Linked DNA regions of Hordeum vulgare: region 1 is linked to region 2. Evidence: chromatin contacts called from public Hi-C data. All regions are on one chromosome and are shown on one strand. Each heading gives the region's core, a stretch centred on a gene start, on an enhancer-like site or on the middle of the called end of the contact. The rest is flanking DNA. Distances are from core to core; before and after follow the strand shown. Region 1 has its middle 200 kb from the start of LOC123413208. Region 2 holds the start of LOC123412369 (protein RICE SALT SENSITIVE 3).

Region 1 (6,379 bases), core at 2,984-5,483, 640 kb after region 2:
GAATTTCCAACTGATGATGATGTAGGGGAGGATGTCCAAGTGGTTGGCAAGACGCCCAACCAAGGTCACAATGGTAGTGATCATCATGGTGCCGACACCGACGACAACGTGCATAGGTCGCAAGGAGATAGCGACAACGACGCGCACGGCACGGGCAGAGATCTCCACGACAACATCAACAACGAGGCGCATAGTGACGACGACAATCAAGATGATGGTCACGGTCACGACGACTACGCCGACGACACGGATGTCGATGACACGCCCAGGTCTCAGCCATCTTCCTCAAGTGCATCAACACCGACACAATTTGTGTCGCCTCATTCGCAAGCCACAACGGATTCCTCAGGGCCTCGTCGCTACAAGACCCTCAAGAAAGTCTACAAATACACAAAGCCAGTTACGCTCGTGTACTCCGGACTATGTCTGCTCGGAGTTGAGGAGCCGGCGAACTTCGTAGAGGCGAGCAAAAGTCCTAGCTGGACGCACGCCATGGATGAGAAGATGAAGGCGATTGAGAGCAATGGCACGTGGACTTTGGTAACCCGACCTTCCAACCAAAAGGCGATTGGTTTGAAGTGGGTTTACAAGTTAAAGAAGGACACGGAAGGTGCCATTGTGAAGTACAAGGCAAGACTCGTTGCAAAGGGCTACGTACAACGTCAAGGAGTTGACTATGATGAGGTGTTTGCACCAGTTGCTCGACTCGAGACAGTGAGAGTGCTCCTAGCTTTGGCAGCACAAGAGGATTGGAAGGTTCATCATATGGATGTTAAAACCGCTTTCCTCAACGGTGATCTCACAGAAGAAGTGTACGTGGAACAACCCCTCGGCTACGAGAAGAAAGGCGAAGAAGGGAAAGTTTACAAGCTCAAGAAAGCACTTTACGGGTTGAAGCAAGCGCCGAGAGCTTGGAACTCAAAGTTAGACCGAAGTTTGGTCTCGCTCGGGTTCAAGAGATGTCCCCTCGAGCACGTAGTCTATACAAAGAACTCCAAAGGCTCAAACCTGCTAGTTGGAGTTTATGTCGACGATCTGATTATCAGCAGAGATAGCGTACAAGAAATTGAACGTTTCAAGGCGCAAATGAAGAACAAGTTTAGCATGAGCGATCTTGGATTACTCAGCTATTACTTGGGCATCGAAGTGAAGCAAAGCTCCAGAGAGATTTCCCTATGTCAATCAGCTTATGCGGTCAAGTTATTGGAAAAGTGTGCCATATCAGATTGCTACGAGACACAAGTTCCAATGGACCAACGTCACAAGTTGAGCAAGCGTAGCTCAAATCCGCCGGTGGACACCACAATGTATCGAAGAGTTGTGGGCAGCCTAAGATATTTGGTGCATACCCGACCTGACTTGGCTTATTCAGTCGGGATCGTGAGTCGTTTCATGGAGAATCCGACAACCGAGCACATGAGCGTGGTCAATCAAATCTTCCGCTATGTGAAAGGCACCATTAATCTTGGTTGCACGTATAGAAAGGGAAAGGAAGGATTGATCCTTCATGGATATTCAGATAGTGACATGGCAGGTGATGTTGGTGACCGAAAGACCACAACGGGCATGGTTTTCTACCTTGGCCCGAATCCAATTAGCTGGAATTCTCAGAAGCAAAAGGTGGTGGCACTGTCTTCATGCGAGGCAGAATACATAGCGGCAAGCACGGCGGCTTGTCAAGCAGTTTGGCTGAGAAGACTCCTAGCTATTCTTGCAAAGCGGGAGGTACAGAAGGTGTCATTGAAGATCGACAAGCAATCTGGAATTTCGTTGTGCAAAAATCTGGTTCATCACGAAAGGGGCAAGCACATAGATACCCGGTTCCACCATATCCGGGAGTGCATTGAAGACGGGTTGATCGAGGTTCAACATGTGAACACAAAAGACCAACTTGTCGATATTTTCACCAAGTCCCTCGGTCGACAGAAGTTCATCGAGATGAGGAAGAAAGTTGGAGTGCAAGAAGTGAAGTCAAGCAACAAGATTAAGGAGGTGAATGTAGAAGTTAATCATGTTGCTCATGTAGGATTAGGAAAGAAAGGCAAACCGAGTCCTAGTAGTATTAGGATTCCTAGTCCTAGTCTATTTCCATAATCCCTTTGTGGATATGTAGAAAAGACACCCTAGGGGTGTTGCTTGTAACACCAGAAAAAACGAAAAGCAATACAAAGCAAAGGCTCGACACGGGCCTTTAGCCATCAAATCCATCGATCAGTTTTATTCGTGTCGCTAGTTACGCAAGTTCCGTCAAGTAGCCGGTCGAAGCAAGAATCGCGTAGGCATGCCTGTACGACTGCATACGCACGTTCAAAAGCCAACACAAGTTTGGTGGGCCAAGGAGGAGGGGGCTTGGGGGTCCGCGACCTAGCCACCTAAAACAGGTGCCTCCTGCTTAAGATGTTGCATCGTGTGCATGTGTCGGCGTCGTCCTCGCGATGGGTGCCATGGGTCTCGGCGGATCTGGACGGCCGTTCGCTCCTCCACCTGTCAGCCAGTAGGGTCGTCGGGGAGCACAGTGCCTTCACTGCTCCATCTCTATTGGGGGATCACCAGGGTCCGGGGGAGAGATGGACGGTGGACCTCCTTCTGGTTCGACCACTGGCTCCCATGTGGGGTAGTGGCCACGACCTTCCCTGCCCTGCTGTCGCATGCCACCTGTAAGGAGGCTACTGTGTGGGAGGTGCACGCTCGTGGCCTGGAGCGATTGCTGGTTCCTCGGCTGAGTGCGGTCGGCGCGGCTGAGCTCGCGGCCCTCCTACCCCTCATCCACGAGCCTCCCCCCCCAGCTCCTGGCGATGATGAACAGACCCTCTCGAGGTGTGTCGGGGCTCGGGGGTGCTCGTCCCCAGCTCTGTCTATGCCCTGGAGTGGTTCCGTGGGCTGCGAGCAAACTTTGTTGAGTTCGTCTCGGGCTCATGTGCGCCTTCGTGGGTGCGTTTCTTCGGGTGGCTGCTGGTCCAGCGGCGCATTCATACGCGTGATGTCCTGCTTCGGAAGCATGTTGTTGAACCCCCGGGTGTCAGGTGCCCCCCTGCTCCATTGCCCTTGAGACTGCGGATCATTTGATCTTTGGGTGCTCTTTTGCCCGCGCCTTCTGGAGGACGGTGGGGGTTGGCGTCGTTGGTGAAAATTGCCATGTGGGGGCCTTGCAGGCGCTTGATGTCGGTGCGGTCGCAGGGAGCACATGGTCTGCCACGTTCACGCTGATGTGTTGTTGGCAACTATGGAAGCACCGGAATGTCGTGGTGTTTCGCGAGGTTGCGCCGTCCCTTGCAAGTGTCCTCAGCTGCTGCAGGGAAGATTCGGTCCTCTGGCGTGGACTTCTCAAAGAGGCGGCGCGTGCGGACGAGGATGGTTGGTTGTGGGTGTTTTCCCCCCCATGGGAGGGGGTGTGATCCCCCCCCCCCCCCCCCCAAATATCTACTTGTCCCTCTCCCTCTATGTGTCTCTCTCCCCTATTGCCTCTTGGAGGTGTGTGGTAACTATGTAAAACTGGGATGGTTATAGTTAATGGAAATAGAAAATGATTCAGGTGGAGGGCTTTTGCCCTCCTCCATGACCTTCAAAAAAAATATATAAGCCTTTTTAAATTTTTTAATACGGACTACATATGGAACAAGATGGGTGAATCTATATACTAAAATATGTCTATATACATATGTATGTAATCCGTATTGATATTTAGAAATGGGGGGAGTACAAAATTTCTCAATTAAAAGATCAAATTCCTTCCTCTTTTTTTTCTTTGAAAATGGAGATACTCTGGTGTTCTGCATGCACAAGATTGCCCCATGTTCCTTCTTATCTAGTCTGATCAGTTAAAAGGGCCCCTTCACTCACTGAATTATCTTTACCATTTTGAGAAAAGTGGAAGATTGGGATGCACAACTGCCCCTTCATTTTGTGCTCCGAGTCACACGTAAGAGAACAGACTGGGATTGGACAATGCTTCTAAGTCAGGATGAAACCAATGGGGGGCACCCTGAAGTTTCATCGTCTGCACAACACAAGTAAGAAGCGCACTTCAGGATGTAGTATGATATTGCAGGATAGCGGTAAATTTTGCTGTTCCTCTCACGGAAACTGGAAGATTAAACTGAAAGAGCCTAGCGCCATACCAGCTAAGCATTGCATTGGCACAGCAATGCCGCTGCGCAATAGCCCTCGTCACGCCCGAATACGGCCAATGCGAGCGTGGTCAAAAGACATCTGGTGCTAAACGATAAGTCTCTGAAGATTTAGATCCAGGCCCCTCCAAGCCTGCCTGTAGATGTAGAGACAATCAATACGCACCGTGCAGGAAAGCGATAAAACTGCAGGTGAAACTCACCTAATAAAGGAACTAATCCCACTGTATCATAGCCCCAACACATGAGCAAATTCCAGGCCTGGCTGCACTGCAATGTTGAGGAACAGTCGGTGCCGACGCGAATCCGGCGCTTTCCGACCGTAAACGGAGACGGACAGCTGAATGACAAAGGGCGAGCATGCAGAAGGATGCCCCGGCCGCCGTTCGTGGAACGCCATGCCATTGCCACGCATCTTCGTCTTGGTGCGTGATGACCGTCTAACAGCGTAGGCGGCCCTCGGCTCAGCGATCCCACTACCAATGGCTTCCCGCGAGTTATGAAGCAGGACGGGGCACTGTATGCTCCCTATAGCAGCTCACTGCAGCTACGGCATGTGTGGCGCCTTTGCAACATGATTGTTGACCAACCCCTCGGCGTAACCCCACTCCATGATTAATGGGAGATTATTCGTCAGTACGGTTCGGATCACGGCATGGCGCCGTTCGGACTGTCGTGTGATCTCTGATGGACCGGTGCCGAGTTCCTTACTGGTTTACCGAAAGGGTAAGATGCATGCAGTCTATGAGTATTCCCTTGTTTTCTTTGTAAGATTGGTTGAGTGTACGCTGAACAGCGGCGGCGTATGGTAATTTCCGAAGTTCCATTTGCTGCCTTACCCGGAAAAAGAAAGAAAGGAAGAAGGAAAGAAAGAAACAGGGGAGAAAATGTTGGGAGATGGTGTGGTTCACGGGGTGATCAAACCAACGCATGCCTTAACAAGAGGAGAGCCATCAAATCAGTCAAGTGCTTGGCACAGGGCATGGCCCCTGACAAGTAACGCTCAACCTTCTCCTCCCGGCCAACACCTGCCATTTGCAGCGGACATGAGCACCCGCCACTGTCCGGCGACCACATATGAGGAGCTCCCCTGTAAAATGATGGTCAGGGGGACACAAGTGTCACCTCGCCACTAGTCTGCTTATCCTGCTAACTCCCTCGCCCTCATCGTCTTTACAGAGGGGAATGCACATGGAAAAGGCAGAATCATTGGGGGCATCAAGCCTGATGATGATCCCTTTCTTTCTTACGACCATTGGGCCTCCATCTTCCTCCCTGCGTGTGTGACTGATGGATTCCTCACCAAACGGCAAAGGTGGCAGCCAGCAGCTCTACATGGGGTTCGGTCGCGGTGACAGAGAAAAGGAGGAGAGATCTGCTTAGAAAATAACAGCCGTCGTATCGGGAAAGTTGTGGGGGATGAGAACTTCTTCCCGTCTTGGCAGGTTGGACGATGATGAAAGCTCATGACTGACTTGCCCGCCCAATTATTTGAATCGATCTGAGATGACCGGTTGACTGGGTTCAGGGATAGGTGGTGTCCATGCACAAGTTCAGGAGCTAGCCTACCCCGAGACCACATGCACTTGGGCAACCTGCCATGGTAGCCTTTTTCACTTTGTAACCGAGGCACCCAGCATGTTTACTTTAGGCACAGTGAGCTGGAAATGAAGCTATCAATCTCTTCTCTTTAGCCACAAAGTCTATAGACTAAATTTGAGAATGCAACTATTCTTGACACCTCGACAAAAGAACATACGACCCTCTTTTCTTTTAAAAAAAAGAGGAAATATATTAATATCATCAAAATACCTATTACATTTAGCCTCTACATCAACAAGATGTCTCACACAAACCTGAAAAGAAAATAAACAAGAAAAAATGAAGGCCTCGCCACAGTGATCACCTCCTCTCAACAGCAGCATAAACCATCATTAAAGAGAACACCCCAAAAACATAAAAGATCACCAAAAATGATGCCTTCAAAAAAGAAACAGTGCACCAACACTATGGTCGTCCAATAAAAAATCGTAGATTTCCATTATGTAGAAAGTTCGAGCTCTTAAAATAATATCTTCAGCGAGGCAATTGCGAGGCACAACAAATGAAGGTCGAACATTAGGTTTCCACCCTGAAAGTCATGACTCGGCACCCGAGGAACATCACCAAAAATGGAATCCTCCAGTGTTGCCGCCCCCACTTGTGAGTGCTACTTCTAAAAGTTATCAAACACCTTGTTGAACCCATCGCCT
Region 2 (6,404 bases), core at 3,777-6,276:
CGACTTGAGGAATGATGATGAGTCAAGCTCCCACCAATCAACCGGGTTGGACGCCGAAGAGGACGATGCTTCAGGGGAGAATGAAAGAGCTACCATGCCAAAGAATAATCGGCAAGTGACGGGAAACAAGTGGGAGAAGGCGAGGGCCTTTCGTGATGTAGAGGCGACAAAAATGTCATCCACATGGATGGGATTTTTTTCTATAAAGAAAAACAAGAAAGAGAAGAGTTACAAGCTCATGTTGAATGTATAAAAGGAAAAGATGGATTAATACAACAGAGGGTGAGCAAGAAATTGTAAATTGAGAGGGTGAAGATCGAGTCAGAGAAGAGAACGGTGGCATTCTAGCTCGAGAAGGCGTGTAAATTTGAAGAGACAAGCTTGAGAAGGAGAGGTTGCTACTTGCATGAATACGAGGATATACATTTAAGGTGTGTGTGGCTGTGTGACAGCCAAAAGAAAGGGCGAAAGGCTGTCGGACGCCGCCCGTGTACGCGCTCGCGGGCATATAGGATGGGCTGTAGATGTTATTGCGCGCCTCTCGTTGGACTGATGCATATACCCTGGACGCGAACAAGCCCGTCGTCGCCGCCGCCCACCCGATCGACGGTGCACCGCAACCGCGCGGAAACCGGCTCTCCATCCAATCATTTTCTCGGCGTTGGTCCATACGCATCCGTAGCTAGCTGTGCGTGTCCGTACCAAGGACCACCGTGCGGCGCCGCTACGTGCGTGAATGCACGTCGATCGCGCACCGCAACGTACCGCTGCCGCCCGCCGCCACGACCGAGTCGGTGGATCCGTGGCATGCGCGTGTCGAGCCTGTCCTCATAGCACTGGCCGGCCGGCCCGATCGATGCCGTACGCGCTGGCATGCATGCGCGCCGTTCAGCGGCGCGGCGGCATACGAGCAGTGCGCCGACCGTAGGCGCAGTGCAGCGCTTGTGGACGCGGCCCTAGAGGAGCGCCGTGAATGCCGCACAGTGGTGGGGGCTGTTTCACGATGATCAGGAACGCAGTGGTTGGTTAACGGGGTAACTGCAACAGCTCGGTCGCGGACCCGATCCAGCTCGCGCTCTGGCGCTGCCGATCGCGTTGCGTGGGCAGGCTATTTGTGACGCCACCGCGATCCGATCACGCGACCCGCACGACGACGGCGACGACACGCCGTGCGGCTTCGAGCACGTACGAAGGTTGTAGTCAACTCTCTTGGTACCTGGAAGCTCACGCGGAATGCCAGCGGACACGACAGTACGCGCGCGCGCGCGCGCGCGCTCTGCGTGCTCGCCGGCCGGCCTCGGCTCACCTGCAGCGGATCGAGACGGCAGCACGCTACGCACGCGCCACTCACGCCTCGACAGAACGCTCCTGCCGAATCATAAGCTGCGAGCCGACCCCCTCCCCCGGCAATGGCAATCGCAGTCAGGTGATGATGGCGGCGTGGGGCCCCGGCGCGCTGCCGCAGATTAGCTTGTTCCCGGCCGGGACCAACGACCAATCCACGTCCGGCGATCCTGATTGACTGAATCTGAAACAGCTTCAATACATACCCCCCTCCTCCGCGCCCCCACACCCACCCTCTGAGCCCTCTACAGTCTCGGCGCCAGCCGGCCAGCCAGCCGCGGCGGCCGCCGTCGACAGCGCCGCGGGATCCGTTAGTGGCAGGGAGGAACCGGACAGCAGCGCCGCTGTTGCTTGCCTGCATTTCCTCGCTCAAGGCCGGCGCACAACAATCATTCGATCGCTCCCGTGTCCTCTTCTCGCACTGATGATTGTGTTGTACCACACTGTTGCCGCCGGGACGGTGGGGCACGCCCGCCTCTGCTCTGCTCAGCTCTGCTGCCGCTTCAACGGCTCATGAACCCACAATAGTTCTCCGCAGAAGGGCGAAGACCGGCGGCCTCGGATTTCTCTCCATGCATAAAGCTCCATGCTGCCCATGGCACTGTGCTCAGTTGAGTTATGACGTATGACCGCGCCTCCGTCAAAAACTTGGGAGAATTTTCACCCGATCCCGAGCACAAGAACCAAAGATAGTAGTAGGATCCATGGCACCGTACGCGCCTAGCTGAGCTCAACAAGTTGAGATTGGTCGTATCGGACGCGCATTAGTTGGCCGGAGAGGAGGCACCTGGGCCCCGGCGGGAAAGGAGCAGTCAAACGAACGCGCTCGCATGGAATCGCGACGCGGAAGGGGGAACGGAAGGACGGTTGTCCGATTGGGGCACGCCGGCCATTGCCGTGTCCTTTGCTTCCTCAGGTGTCATGCATGCATCTCAATCTCATCTCATAACAAGCATGTGTAAATGCGATGGACAAAGCCAAAGCCAATCATGCATGCACACCGCTACTTCGTAGCTGTTACATTGTACTCTATACGTACTACGTCCAGATCAAGTCCAAGTCCAAGTCGTCCAACGATATACTAGTAATCAGCAGCGTGAGGCACGGACAGACACTGTGCCAATGATTTGGGGTTAAGCAGTCCGTCCATGGTTTTGGCGTGGGTGGGATGGAACGATGGGTGGTCGTGGGAATAATATCATGGATTAATTAATTGATTTTACACTAGCTATTGAAGAAGCCATCGTGAGGAGAAGGACAACGACGATGACGGCGGCCGGCCTAGAACCCGGCATCGCTGGGATTGCCGCCCGCGTCGAGGAAGTAGGACGACATGGGAGTGGCGGCGGCGGCGGCGGCGCTCGTGCTCGTGCTCTCGCCGCCGTTGCTCGGCATGGATGACATGTCCATCGCGTGGCAGTGGGCGTAGCCCTCCGCCTCCTCCTCCTCCTTGGCCGCGGCGTCCGAGGGCGGCGCCACGCCCGGCATGGACCCCGGCGGCTGCGGGGGTGCCGGCACCACGGACGGCAGCTTGGAGAGCAGCGCCTCGAGGCTGCTCATGGACGGCATGATGTGCATGGGCGCCGGCCCGGGGGCGTAGGGGTCGACGTACATGTCCGGCGGCGGCATGATGCCCGGCCAGGCCGCGGCGCCCACGTCCGCCACCGGGAACACGCCGGCCGACGACGGGTGCGGCAGCAGCACCCCCGGGATGCTCTCCAGGTACCCGAACTTGCGGCGCAGCGTCACCACGTAGCTCAGGTCCTCCGCCACCTGCATGACAACGATCGATCGATGAAACAAACAAGCAGCCCCGGAGCTAGCAGCATCACATCATCATTACACAACCACTCACTCACTCACTCACTCGTGCAACCAAATACTATCAATTAAAGCCACTGCTGCTACCACTAGTGGCGCTGCACGGTCGCGCGTGCGCCACATGTTGGCTTCCGTTCTCGGGGGAGAATCCATTAAAGCTCGGTAGAATAAGACCGGCGAGCACGCAGTGGGCTATAAACACACGGGCTAATCCAGGGGGCGCACCTTTTTCATGGAGCCGAGCTGCACGACGCCCTCCCTGACGGCGATCAGCGCGATGGTCTGCACGCGCCACAGAGGAGAGGAGAATTAGAGAAAGAAATGGGAAAAGAAAAGAAAGAAACTAGTGATGCTACGCTGCCATGGCAGCTTTCAGCTTTGAGCTTTCAGCTCGTCTAGCAGACTGCATGCGGCGCGGCGAACGATGCGGCAGCAGCAGCAGCAGCAGAGGGTGATGGAGCAGGCAGAGAGCTTTTGATCAAAAGGCCGGCGGCGATTGCGATTTGTCAAGGCGTACCTGGATTCCAGACTGGAACTGAGCCTCCCATGTCCTCGGTTGCTGCACCGGGTCAATAATTTCATGGAGGATGGTTAGTTAAGGTTAAGCAGGCGATGGCACAGTAAGCTCGAGGCTAATGTTTTGGGGCCGGAGGAGCAGCTTACGGAGTCGGCGGGGTTGTTCCAGGAGGAGATGAGGCTGATCTCCTGCTCCGGGGGCTCCTTGAAGATCCACTTGTGGCTGTGGTCCGCCGCCACTTTCCCTATCAACCTGCAGGCGGCGACCAAGAACAGAGATGCAGCCTGGTTACTTAACTTAACCATTAGTCAGCAGCACCGGTGACCGGCCGATCGATCACCTGCTTAGCTACCTAATCCGATCATAAGCCAGTTAATCTTGGGCAGTAGTAGAAGTATAGCAGGAGTACTGACCCTTCGCCGTAGTTGTAGATGTCGTGGGACATCTTGAAGAAGAGCTCAGGCTGCAGGCCCAGGCCCAGGCCCTGCTTCGCCTCCTGCGCGGCAGCCTCGCAGTCCGCGTACGCAGCCGCCGCTGCAGCTGCGGCGGCCCCTGCCCCCTCTTGGCCGCAGGCGGCTGCAGAGGTGGTGGCCGCGAAGTTGCAGAATCCGTCCTCCCACGCCAGGATCCTGGGTGCAAGAAACCAAAACCCCGACACAGTAAGTCCCAGACCAGGCGACGGTAAAAAAGACTTGAAGTGTTTGCCTCGCGCGCGTACCAGTTCCTCCTGTTTCCCCTGGTCCTGTCATACGCCACACCTGGGAGATCCCATCTGGTAAAACCGACGGAGCCAGCAAAGGGATTAGCAATCGTCAAAGAGGGCGCAGTGCGGCGTTAGGAGATTGATCGACGGGCGGCGGCCATGGTGTGTTTACGGGCGCGTGATGAAGATGATGGATGGAAGAAAGGGGCGGAGGCAGGGGCTCACTTGGGGGGAGGGTAGTTCCGGGGGAGGATGCGCCAGAAGACGGCGTAGACCCACTGCGAGGCGTCGCTGGTGCAGAGGCTCCGGAGCGTGTGCTGCAGCAGGTGCGTCACGGCCACCGGGCTCAGCTGCTCCTCCATTGCCGCCGCCGCCGCCGGAGATGGAGAAGCCGGGCTGATTCAGTAGCAGGGAGTGGAGAAGGAGACGCCGATCGAGAATATGGGAGAACTGGCACTGGCTCTAGCTGCTTGCTTAAGCTTGATGCTGGAGCTGGACTCCCTTTCGCGTGTGTGATCTCCCTCTCCGTATGGCTGTGAGCTGAGGCTTGTGAGGCCAGGCCACCATCGAATGAGAGCGCCACACTTGCCCGAAATTTATACCCCCTCTCTCTGTACGTCTCTGTCTCGAGACTCAAGATGATGGGGGGACTGCTTGCTTGGGAGTATAAAGCTGATAAAAAAATATGTATCCTCCCCCCCCCCTCTCTCTCTCTCTCTCTTGTTGTGCCCGGCTTTTCCACATGGTCCACATTTTGGCTCTTATTATTAGTTGTGGGAAGAATGAGAGAAATCATGCTCGTGTTTTCGGTCCTTGGAGCGAGTTGATCCCAACTGTCCCCTTCATGCCCACACGCAAAAAAAATATAGAGGAGGACTGTGCTTCGTACGGCTCCTTGTGGATTAATTGCGATGCTGGGATGGGAATCGCTGAATACTCCACTGGCGCTCATCCTGCCTCGCCCATGCATTGCGTTCCCGGGTTGTCTTTTCTTGCGGTATATACTTGTTCTAGTATCTTTCGCGTTGAGCAAGAGCAAGTGTCACGCACGTCTCCAAACTAATAACGGGACGAGATGAGTTCAGTGCCGCGTGTGCTACCGTGCTAGCTATGCGCCATAGCACTGACATAAAGTTACTGGGAATGCTAAAGCAGGGAGTCGTAGCATTCATCCCCAATTCACCGTGAGGAAACAGAGCAAAGGACATATAGGCTCCTAGGTGCATTTTGGCTCTGCGATGAAAGGCAATGTCTAGATGGCGCGTAGGCGCTAGGAGACAGCCAAACGCCTCATCTCGGGCACATCTCTAATACTTTGTATGTAGTCTTGTTGGTAAAATTGTTCAACCAACAAGGAATCATACAACTATTTGAATGGTTGCATCTAAATTATCCAATAAGAGAAAACGGAATAAATGCAATTGCTCTTTATTTAATCTTGGAGCTTGTGTAAGAGTTGTTGGTTAATCTACATACGAATTTTCTCTCTCTCCTCATCTATTTGTTACCACATCATCATATATCATAGGTGGTAAAGTTTACCAATAACTATCTTACAACTATTGAAGATGCCCTCAGAGAAAGCATAGACTGGAAAAGCAACAGAAAAAAGACTGATGGAAAATGTTCCATATAGCATTAATGAGTTCTTTTTAATAAAAGAATAACACCAATAAGTTAAATGATCCGTATTCAAATGGACAATAACCGATTAGTTTACCCATTTCCACACTAAATAAATGTGTGTGCGTATGTTCTTGTAGAGCATGGTTAATAATATAGCCAGCTGATGGCTATAAGGAACTACCATGTCATATATAACCGTCATCTGTAGACACTCATACAATAATGTTGCTATAAGGTTGGCTCTTACATTAATCTTGTTTTCATCTTCTCTCTATCTCCTCCTTCAGATTTATTGCATTTACCTAGGAATAAGTATATAGCTAGGCTTCTGCATAAGAGCCAACTCTCCTTCTTTTTCACATCTCTCTCCTTCACATAGGCACTTTTGTCATG

Evidence for each region. A called contact is a pair of places that touch in the nucleus more often than the background predicts.
Region 1: a contact with region 2 is called in a Hi-C map of seedling, with 3 times the contacts expected there. The contact joins the enhancer-like site here to the promoter of LOC123412369 in region 2. A contact is called at or near these places in 3 of 6 Hi-C or Micro-C datasets (leaf and seedling).

Annotation. Positions count from the first base shown.
Region 1 is chr7H:97,453,373-97,459,751 of MorexV3_pseudomolecules_assembly, forward strand. No RefSeq gene overlaps it. Among protein-coding and RNA genes, the nearest start is that of LOC123413208, 200 kb to the right of the region's middle. Within about 2 kb of position 4,234, at least 2 of the 3 cell types and tissues checked have open chromatin away from gene starts, as enhancers often do. A contact at or near this core is called in seedling, where this site is marked.
Region 2 is chr7H:96,811,592-96,817,995 of MorexV3_pseudomolecules_assembly, forward strand. LOC123412369 (protein RICE SALT SENSITIVE 3) reads right to left here and starts at 5,027. Exons shown (of 7, transcript XM_045105316.1): 1 at 4,611-5,027; 2 at 4,401-4,454; 3 at 4,096-4,311; 4 at 3,829-3,934; 5 at 3,683-3,724; 6 at 3,391-3,447; 7 at 2,264-3,117. The coding sequence starts at 4,747. The coding sequence ends at 2,626.